2 separate regions of the Sus scrofa genome follow, and region 1 is linked to region 2. The links are chromatin contacts, called in public Hi-C maps. All regions are on one chromosome and are shown on one strand. Each heading gives the region's core, a stretch centred on a gene start, on an enhancer-like site or on the middle of the called end of the contact. The rest is flanking DNA. Distances are from core to core; before and after follow the strand shown.

The links. Hi-C and Micro-C count contacts between places; a contact is called where the count stands out from the background.
Region 1: a contact with region 2 is called in a Hi-C map of liver, with 3 times the contacts expected there. The contact joins the promoter of MICU1 here to the promoter of DNAJB12 in region 2. A contact is called at or near these places in 1 of 5 promoter capture datasets (liver), 2 of 47 Hi-C or Micro-C datasets (embryonic fibroblasts and liver) and 1 of 2 datasets of contacts at active chromatin or transcription factors (alveolar macrophages).

Annotation. Positions count from the first base shown.
Region 1 is chr14:75,444,321-75,448,466 of Sscrofa11.1, forward strand. It overlaps MICU1 (mitochondrial calcium uptake 1), which reads right to left and starts at 1,278. Exons shown (of 12, transcript NM_001243605.1): 1 at 1,157-1,278.
Region 2 is chr14:75,187,709-75,192,020 of Sscrofa11.1, forward strand. DNAJB12 (dnaJ homolog subfamily B member 12) reads right to left here and starts at 2,401. Exons shown (of 9, transcript XM_013983329.1): 1 at 2,386-2,401; 2 at 1,830-2,255. The coding sequence starts at 1,962.

The DNA.
Region 1 (4,146 bases), core at 28-2,527, 260 kb after region 2:
GAGTAGCTGGAGACCAGAGCTACCGTCTCACAAGCAAGTGGCAGTGGGTTCTAAAAAGTTTTTAGAATAAGGCAATATTTAACATTACCTTACCCAAAGCAGGAAGATAATGGGTTGGTCAACCTGGCCAACACCACTGTCTCCAGATGCTGACATTTTGTGTGTCATATCATTTAATGAAATCTAAACTCTCCTACAGCTATCAACCCCAAACTGTTGCACCCTTTCTACTGCTAGATCACCTGCACATGTAATTCAAAGGAATACTTTAACATAAACAAAGGTATGCCCAAGAAAGCACCCAATAACTGATAGAAACATCTGCTTATGAAACTGAAAGAAAATAGGTATTTCCAGGTACCACAAGGAGAATTTTTCTTTTACTCCAGTCCCTCAGCTATAAAATGGTTTTTCTACTTAGCTTTACAAATAGCTACAATACTTTTCAGGCATCCGAAAGGGAGGGTATAGAAACCATAAACAATAAGATCATAGAGACTGGCAACTTAAACAGTTTTAAACTCTCCTCCCAACATTCAGCTTGAGTCAATAAACCCCGGCTCATTCTCAAAACACCGCATTGTGGGCCAAAATGAGATGGTGGTAAGGGAACCTGAGGGAGAATAAAAACAGGTAAGGCACTGGGAAAGGCAAAAACCGAACAGTCTAAGAAGCCTGAACTTTGTTTTGTTCCTTCAGCTCCCCATCAATTTTTTTTTCATTTTTTTTGGTTTTGTTTCAATGATTAATACTTGGCCCCATCAGACATTTAACAATAAAGTCCCCACCCACTTCCAACCACATCCACAAATCCCAGGGGATGTCTTTGGTCGCCCGAAGAGGGACGTCGAAGCTCAAGTGAACCCTGCAGCTGGGAACTCGGCAGGAGAAGTTCTCCTGGGACAGGAAGAAGGGACCAGGTGAGGTCAAAGAAAGCGGAGGAAAGGAAGCCGGCAGGACTAAGGACTGCTCTCAAGCCCCTAAACTGAGCACATCAGGGAGAGACAGCTATCCCGGTCGACCAGAGAAGTTGCTAATTCCGGAGCAGACAAACGGCCAGTCCCGGAGGTCAGGTCCCTAAAGCTTTTCGCATCATCCTTCCTTTCATCTTCTCTAAACGTGTCTCGCCTCATACCCTTGAGAGTACAGGACTCACCCGTCTACAGCGGAGCTTCAGCTGCTTCTCCGTCAAAGCCGCGCACCTCGGAAAACCATAGAGATGAAGAGAGCAACAAAGTTAAGCCTCCAGCTCCGCCGCCCACCCTCACGTAACCCTTCTAGCCGCTAGGGCTGTCGGGATCGTGGCGAAATGCGTGTGGGCGGGGCATGGAGGATAGGGAGTGGGGAGGGGCCAGGCAACCCGCCCCGCCCCGGCCTTGGGCCCCGCCCCGGCCTCGGGCCCCGCCCCGGCCTCGGGCCCCGCCCCGGCCTCAGTATTTAGGCGGGACAGTGGAAGCTCTCCGGATTTTTCTCTGGCGGTTCACCCTCCACGCGCTAGTGGTATAGATGTCTGTGAAAGAGATTTAGTGTGCCGGCTTCCGCCTCGTTGATGCCCCTTTATGTGTTGACTAAGCAAAACAGGAGACAATGAAAAGAAAACTGGACCACAGTGAGTTGGGAATTGTTCTTTTCGAACTGCGTTTAGGTTTAGGCTTCTGGTGAAATTTGCCTGTTTCCTGACCTTGAAGCTTTTTTAAATTTAGAAACCGACTCACCGCATTGTCTATTATTTAGGTTTTTCAGAAGTTCTCTTTGCAAGCTAATATGATTGGAGAGTTTAGTCACCGAGCTACTAGTAACATTTTTTTTCCTCAGAGGTTGCTGTCAGGAGTGAGAATGGAAAAGTCTCAAGAGAATGACAATATTTTGATTATGATATGATGGAATTTAAAAGTTTCTTCAGGAATTTCCTAGTTCTAGATTCTGGTGGCCTATTGGTTAAAGGGTCCAGGGTGTCACTGGTGTGGCTCCAGTTGCTGGTGTGGTGTGGATTTGATCCCTGACCGAGAAGTTTTGCATTCTGGGGGGTACAGTCAAAAATAAATAAATACTTTCCTTAGCAGAGCTGTAGCAAAGGCTACAACCATGGAAACAAAAGAAGGCAGCCAGAACTATCACTGGGTTAAATTGTGAAGGAAGCAAAACAACTATTTTCTCCATTTCTTCTCAGAGGACTCTCCCTCCCCACTATCCCAAGAAGGACAGATCGTTATGTTCTTGGCACTGCGCTAGCACTTTACAGGCAACCCCATGTTTGTTCCAACCATCCTGTTGATGAAAACGGTTTTTGTGAATTGTAGATGGGGAAGCGGGCTATGACCCCTCCCTAGGTAATGTATCAAATGGTATGGCTGGCACAGACCTGATAGAAAGAACACCAAAGACATCTTCAATCTACTGTCCCTGGATCATCTTGACACAAGAATTGGGAATATTTATTTATTTATTTATTTATTTATTTATTTATTTATTTTGCATTTTAGGGCTGCACCCCCGGCACATGGAGATTCCCAGACTAGGGGTCAAGTCAGAGCTACAGCTGCCAGCCTACGCCACAGCCACAGCAATGCAGTATCCAAGCCGGGTCTGCAACCTACAAAATAGTTTACGGCAATACCAGATCCTTAACCTACTGAGCGAGGCCTGCAACCTCATGGTTCCTAATTAGATTCATTTCCACTGCACCACAATGGGAATAGCAGGAATCTTTATTTTTTTAATTAAAAATTTTTTTCTTTTTATGGCCGCACCTGCAGCACATGGAAGTTCCCAGGCTACAACCATGGAAACGAAGGCAGCCAGAACAAGGGTTGAATCAGAGCTGGAGCGGGAGCCTACGTCACAGCCATGGCAGCACTGGATCCCAGCCATATCTTCAACCCACGCTTCAGCTTGTGGCAGCACCAGAAGCTTAACCCACTGAGCGAGGCCAGGTATTGAACCCCCATCCTCACAGAGACAACATCAGGTCCTTAACCCCCTGAGCCTCAGCAGGAACTCCAGGAATCTTTTCTGATTTGCTTCTCAGCTATTAAAATGTACCTTTTCTGTGTGTCTTTCCATTTAAAGCCTGTTCTCTGTTGAGTGAGAAATCTGATAAAGACATTCTTCCCGGTTTACTAATGGGTATTTGGCAGTATGTCCATTAATGCTAATGGTTGGAATTTCAAGTTGTGGCATAGATTATCTTGGAACACTTTGGGGGCTCATGGAATCTTAACTAGTTAAGTTAATCATGGCTGAGTTAAGTGTTTTTCAGAATAAGAAAAAAAGTTATCAATGCAAAAATGCTGAACAAAGGTCAAATTTTTTTTTTCATTTTTTTCCTCCACAGCATGCAGAAGTTCCTGGGCCAGGGACCAAACACCCACCGTAGCAGTGACCCAACCCAAGCCACAGCAGTGACAATACTGGATCCTTAAGTCCTAGGCCATCAAGGAACTCCAAAGATCAATTTTTAAGAATTGGTGACATTCAATCCTGATTTTAGTCAAAATTTGTCTCTATAAAACTAAATAACCAGGTCACCTAATTTTTTTTCTTTTTTTTTTTTTTTTTTTTCGGTCTTTTTAGGGCCTTACCTGTGGCATATGGAGATTCCCAGGCTAGGGGGTAAAATCAGAGCTATAGCTGCCAGCCTATACCACAGCCACAGCAATGCTGAATATGAGCCATGTCTGTGACCTACACCACAGCTCATGGCAATGCCAGATCCTTAACCCACTGAGCAGGGCCAGGGATCAAACCTGCACCCTCATGGATACTAGCTGGGTTCGTTACCACTGAGCCACAACAGGAACTCCAGTTCAGCTAATTATTAAATAATATGTGAAAACAAATCACTGTCTCAAACTTTTTGGTCACAGGACTCTTTTACACTCTTAAAAGTTATTAAGGACCCCAAACAACTTGTTTATATGTGTTATACCTAGCAATACTTATTATGTTAGAAATTAAAACCGAAGTTTTTAAATGTTTTTAGTCATTAAAATAATAAGCCCATTATATGTTGACATAAATAACATATTTTTGAATAATAACTATATTTTTAAAAATATAGGATGTTCCTGTTGTGGCTCAGCAGGTTACGAACATGACTAGTATCCATGAGGATGTGGGTTTGATCCCTGGCCTTACTCAGTCGGT
Region 2 (4,312 bases), core at 1,151-3,650:
CATGTATAGAGTCAGGGAACTTTCCAGCTTCTAACTGTGTAAACTTGGGCAAGTCCCTGGCCTCTGAGGTGTTTCCTCACCTCTAAAACAAAGATAATGATCTTTGCTCTGCCTCCCTGATAGGACAGGCTGAAGAGAGAAAATGAATTCAGAAGAGCTCTCTAATCTGAAAAACCCTATGGTTAAGATTGTTATTCACATTATCTGAGCCAATCCTCTAATATTCCGGATGAGGAAACCCAAGCTCAGAAAGATCACATGGTGGCAGTCAGAACAAGAACCCAGGTCTTCTGACTCTGAGTACCTGCTATAGGCCAGTTTACTAAGTGGTAACTGCAGGCCCAAACCCTGTATCTTTAATGGACTCTTTTTTCTCTCCAGCATGTATGAAGAAAAACTCCAATTAAGACTTAGGTTAAAGAAAAACGGGGAGGGGGGGTTTCTGGGTAAAGTGAGAAGATGAGTAGTACAGACAACCTCACTATTCCCTCTCTAGTTTGGAAACCTCAGTCCAGGGCCACTTAACAGCCCAGAAACCTCAGTGGGCACATGACTGGCCACTGATGGACTCTTGGGGACAAGGGTGGGAGAGGGTGGCTGAGGACAGTGCTCCAAATCTTGCAGGTGGGAGAAGAGGCTCTAGGAGGGAGTGAGGGGCCCAGTGTTGAAACCATGTACCAGACCCTAAATCTTTGTGTTCTGAAGTAAAAGCCCTTTCCTTTAGCCTCACCTCAGTCTCCAAAGGCTGATTCAATGCGTAATGATTAGGAAATATTGTTACAGCCAAAAACTAGTTAAAACAGTCCATTACGTGATGTTCTGCTGTGGCCCACTAACGTATTACTAATATTTACTTTCTAGTTAGAGTTATATTGCATCTAGTGTTTTCTTTTGTAATTGAAACACTCCCTAACACCCCTTCCCAGTAAGCAATCTTCATTCCATAGGGAAGGGCAAGGAACGATAACTCTGAGGACAACTAGAAATCATCACCGGACCCACTGACACCAGCCTTGACAACTCTGAAATGACCTATGGATGAAGACTAATATGGACACCTTAATCAATAACCCTGACTTCTGGGCTAAAGCCATAAAATCCCTTGCCATCCCCTCTCAGGTCAGGAGATAGTTCTGAGGCATTAGGCTGCTGTGTCCTCCTTTGCCTGGCAAAGCAATAAAGCTGTTCTTTCTCTTCCTCAAAACTCTGTCTCCTGTCTCCAAGACTTAACTGGTGCAGGTGTACAGAGGCCGCATTTTCAGCCACAGTCACAGGGCAGACTGTGTGGAATGGGAAGAAGGTAGGCTCTCGTTTGGGGAGGGTGATCCCTGGCCCTCCCCGGGTGAGAAAATATGGAGACGCTTTTTCAGGCCGATCGAAGGTCGGAAGTCCTCTTTCCCTCTCTAGAACCTATTCTCTCCGTCAGAGGAGTTGTTTATTTTCCTAAACTATAATATTTCCCAAACCGGCAACTGGCTCCCAGCCACCGAATGGCCCCTTGGGAAAAGTAGTTCAATTTCGCTTCCAGGTAAGTTCCTTTCGTCCCACCTGCCAGCGCCTCTCATTCTTGGGAACTCCAAATCTCAGAGGGGTCCGCAAGCCCCAGGAAAGCTGACGTCGCTGTGGCCCCTCTCATTAGGTGTCCAGCATCCCAGAGAAGTGGGAGAGCCGAACACTACACCTCCCAGCGGCCACCGCGCGTCTCAGTACGCAGGCGTAGCCGCGCCTCGCCACCCCTCCCCCTCCTCCAACTGATCCCGTCGGTCCGTTCCCATATTCCCCCCATCAGTTCTAATGTCCCCTCTGTGTCTCCGGCACCTCACACTCACCGCGAACTCGCGGGGTCGGGTACAGCCGCTGCGCCTTCTCCAGGAAGCGGAGCGCCCTGTCATGCTGGTTGCTCTGGATGGCCTTGAGGGCGATGCTAATACAGCGCTCGGCTTCATCCTTGTTAGATTCCATGGCGGAACCAGAGCGCGGAACCAGGGAGGGGGAGGCCGGGGAGCGAAAGGCTGAGCCAGCTGCTGGCGCGTCTCGGGGCAGGCTGTCGCAGGATGGTGACGTAACCCTCTGCCCCCTCCTTTTCCGAGATTAGTGCGAGATTTTGAGCGAAGGAGGAAGTGCTACCGTATGTCTTCTAAGAGGGGGACGTGTAGCAGAAGCGCTAAGTGTGCACAACCACATTCCTGGAGCCCAAAGGAGTCGTATTCAGAGGTCTTCAAGTATTGTATTTTTGCATGTTCTTGGTAGTAACTCTGTGTATTTGAGATGAAGGTGGCTTATTTATTTATTCATTCAGCGGATATTTATTGAATACCCGCTATTTGCCATGCTAAGTACAAGGCAGCGGTGAAAAAACAAAGCCCTTGCCCTCAGGGAGCTTACCTTCCAGTGTGTGTAGCCGGGTGGGGAGACATCCAATAAAGAGATAGAGTCCAAGCGTGATAAATGCTATGAAGAAAAAAAAAGACAATATAAAGAAATAAAGAGATTGAGAGTGGAAGGTGCAAAATAGCCTGATCAGATAAATCTTCTCCCAGAAGCGGTTATTTTAATAGAAATCTGAATTCAAGAAAGAGAGAATAGGTATTCCAGGTGTTAAGTCACCTGGAAGAAAGGTGGTCCAGGCAGAAGGAAAAGCAAATGCACCACAGCTCACGGCAACGCTGGATCCTTAACCCACTGAGCGAGGCCAGGGATTGATGGAACCCGAATTCTCATGGATAGTAGTTGGGATTATTACCACTGAGCCACAATGGGAACTCCTAAGAATCCATTTTGGCTTAAGCCAATTTGTGATCTAAGCCTGGCTGCAATGCTGGCCCTTGAACAGGTCTCAGTCATTAAAGATCTTAAGGGAGGGAATGAAGAAACTGGGGAGGATTAGTCAAGGAAAAAATGGTGCAGCCTTGGGGTAGGGTCCTGGTTTTGAAACCCTGTATAAGATCTTGAGTCCTTGGAGTTCCCGTTGTGGCTCAGTGGTTAACGAATCCAACTAGGAACCATGAGGTTGCGGGTTTGATCCCTGGCCTTGCTCCGTGGGTTAAGGATCTGGCGTTGCCTTGAGCTGTGATGTGTGTCGCAGACGCAGCTTGGATCCTGCATTGCTGTGGCTGTGGTGTAGGCCAGCAGCTACAGCTCCGATTCGACCCCTAGCCTGGGAACCTCCATATGCCATGGGAGTGGCCCAAGAAATGGCAAAAAGAAAAAAAAAAAAAAAAAATCTTAAGTCCTTGTGTTTTGAAGGAAAAGACTTTTCCTTTAGCCTTGGTCTTAAAAGGCTAACACAAGAGTTAATGATTAAGGGAGTTCCCATCATGGCTCAGTGGTTAAAGAACCCAGCTAGTATCCATGAGGACATGGGTTCAACCCCTGACCCCGTTCAGTGGGTTAAAAATCTGGCGTTGCTGTGAGCTGTGGTCGCAGACATGGCTCGGATCGCACGTTGTTGTGGCTGTGGTGTAGGCCTACAGCACCTATTCGATCCCTAGCCTGGGAACCTCCACATGCTGTGGGTATGGCCCTAAAATGACAAAAGAGAAAAAAAAGAGTCAATGATTAGGAAATATTATTATAGATAAAAACTAGTTAAAATAGTCTTCATGATGTCATGCCCTGCCTTGGCCCACACACTTACTCTTAACTAGCTTTTCACAAAGGATCTAGTCCTTGCTTAATTGCTTTCTTTTACTAACGGTTACTTTTTAGTTAGAGTTATATTGCATTTAGTGTTCTTTTTTGTAATTGGAACACCCCCCACCACCCCTTCCCTGTAAGCAATCTTCATTCCAGAGGGAAGGGCAAGGAACCATCATAACCCCAAAGACAGCAAGAAAGCCACCACCAGACTGACACCCGCCTTGACCACTCTAAAATGATCCATAGAGGGAGAAGACTGGGGAGTTCCTGTCGTGGCGCAGTGGTTAACGAATCCGACTAGGAACCATGAGGTTGCGGGTTCGGTCCCTGCCCTTGCTCAGTGGGTTAAGGATCCGGCGTTGCCGTGAGCTGTGGTGTAGGTTGCAGACAAGGCTCAGATCCCGCGTTGCTGTGGCTCTGGCGCAGGCCGGCGGCTACAGCTCCGATTAGACCCCTAGCCTGGGAACCTCCATATGCTGCGGGAGTGGCCCAAAGAAATAGCAAAAAGACAAAAAAAAAAAAAAAAAAAAAGAGGGAGAAGACTGTAGATACCTTAATCTTTCGGGCTAAACCTATAAGATCCTTTCTATCCCCTCTCAAGGGAGGACACAGTTTTGAGGTGTTAGCCTGCTGTGGCCTCCTTTGCCTGGCAGAACAATAAAGCTGTTCATTC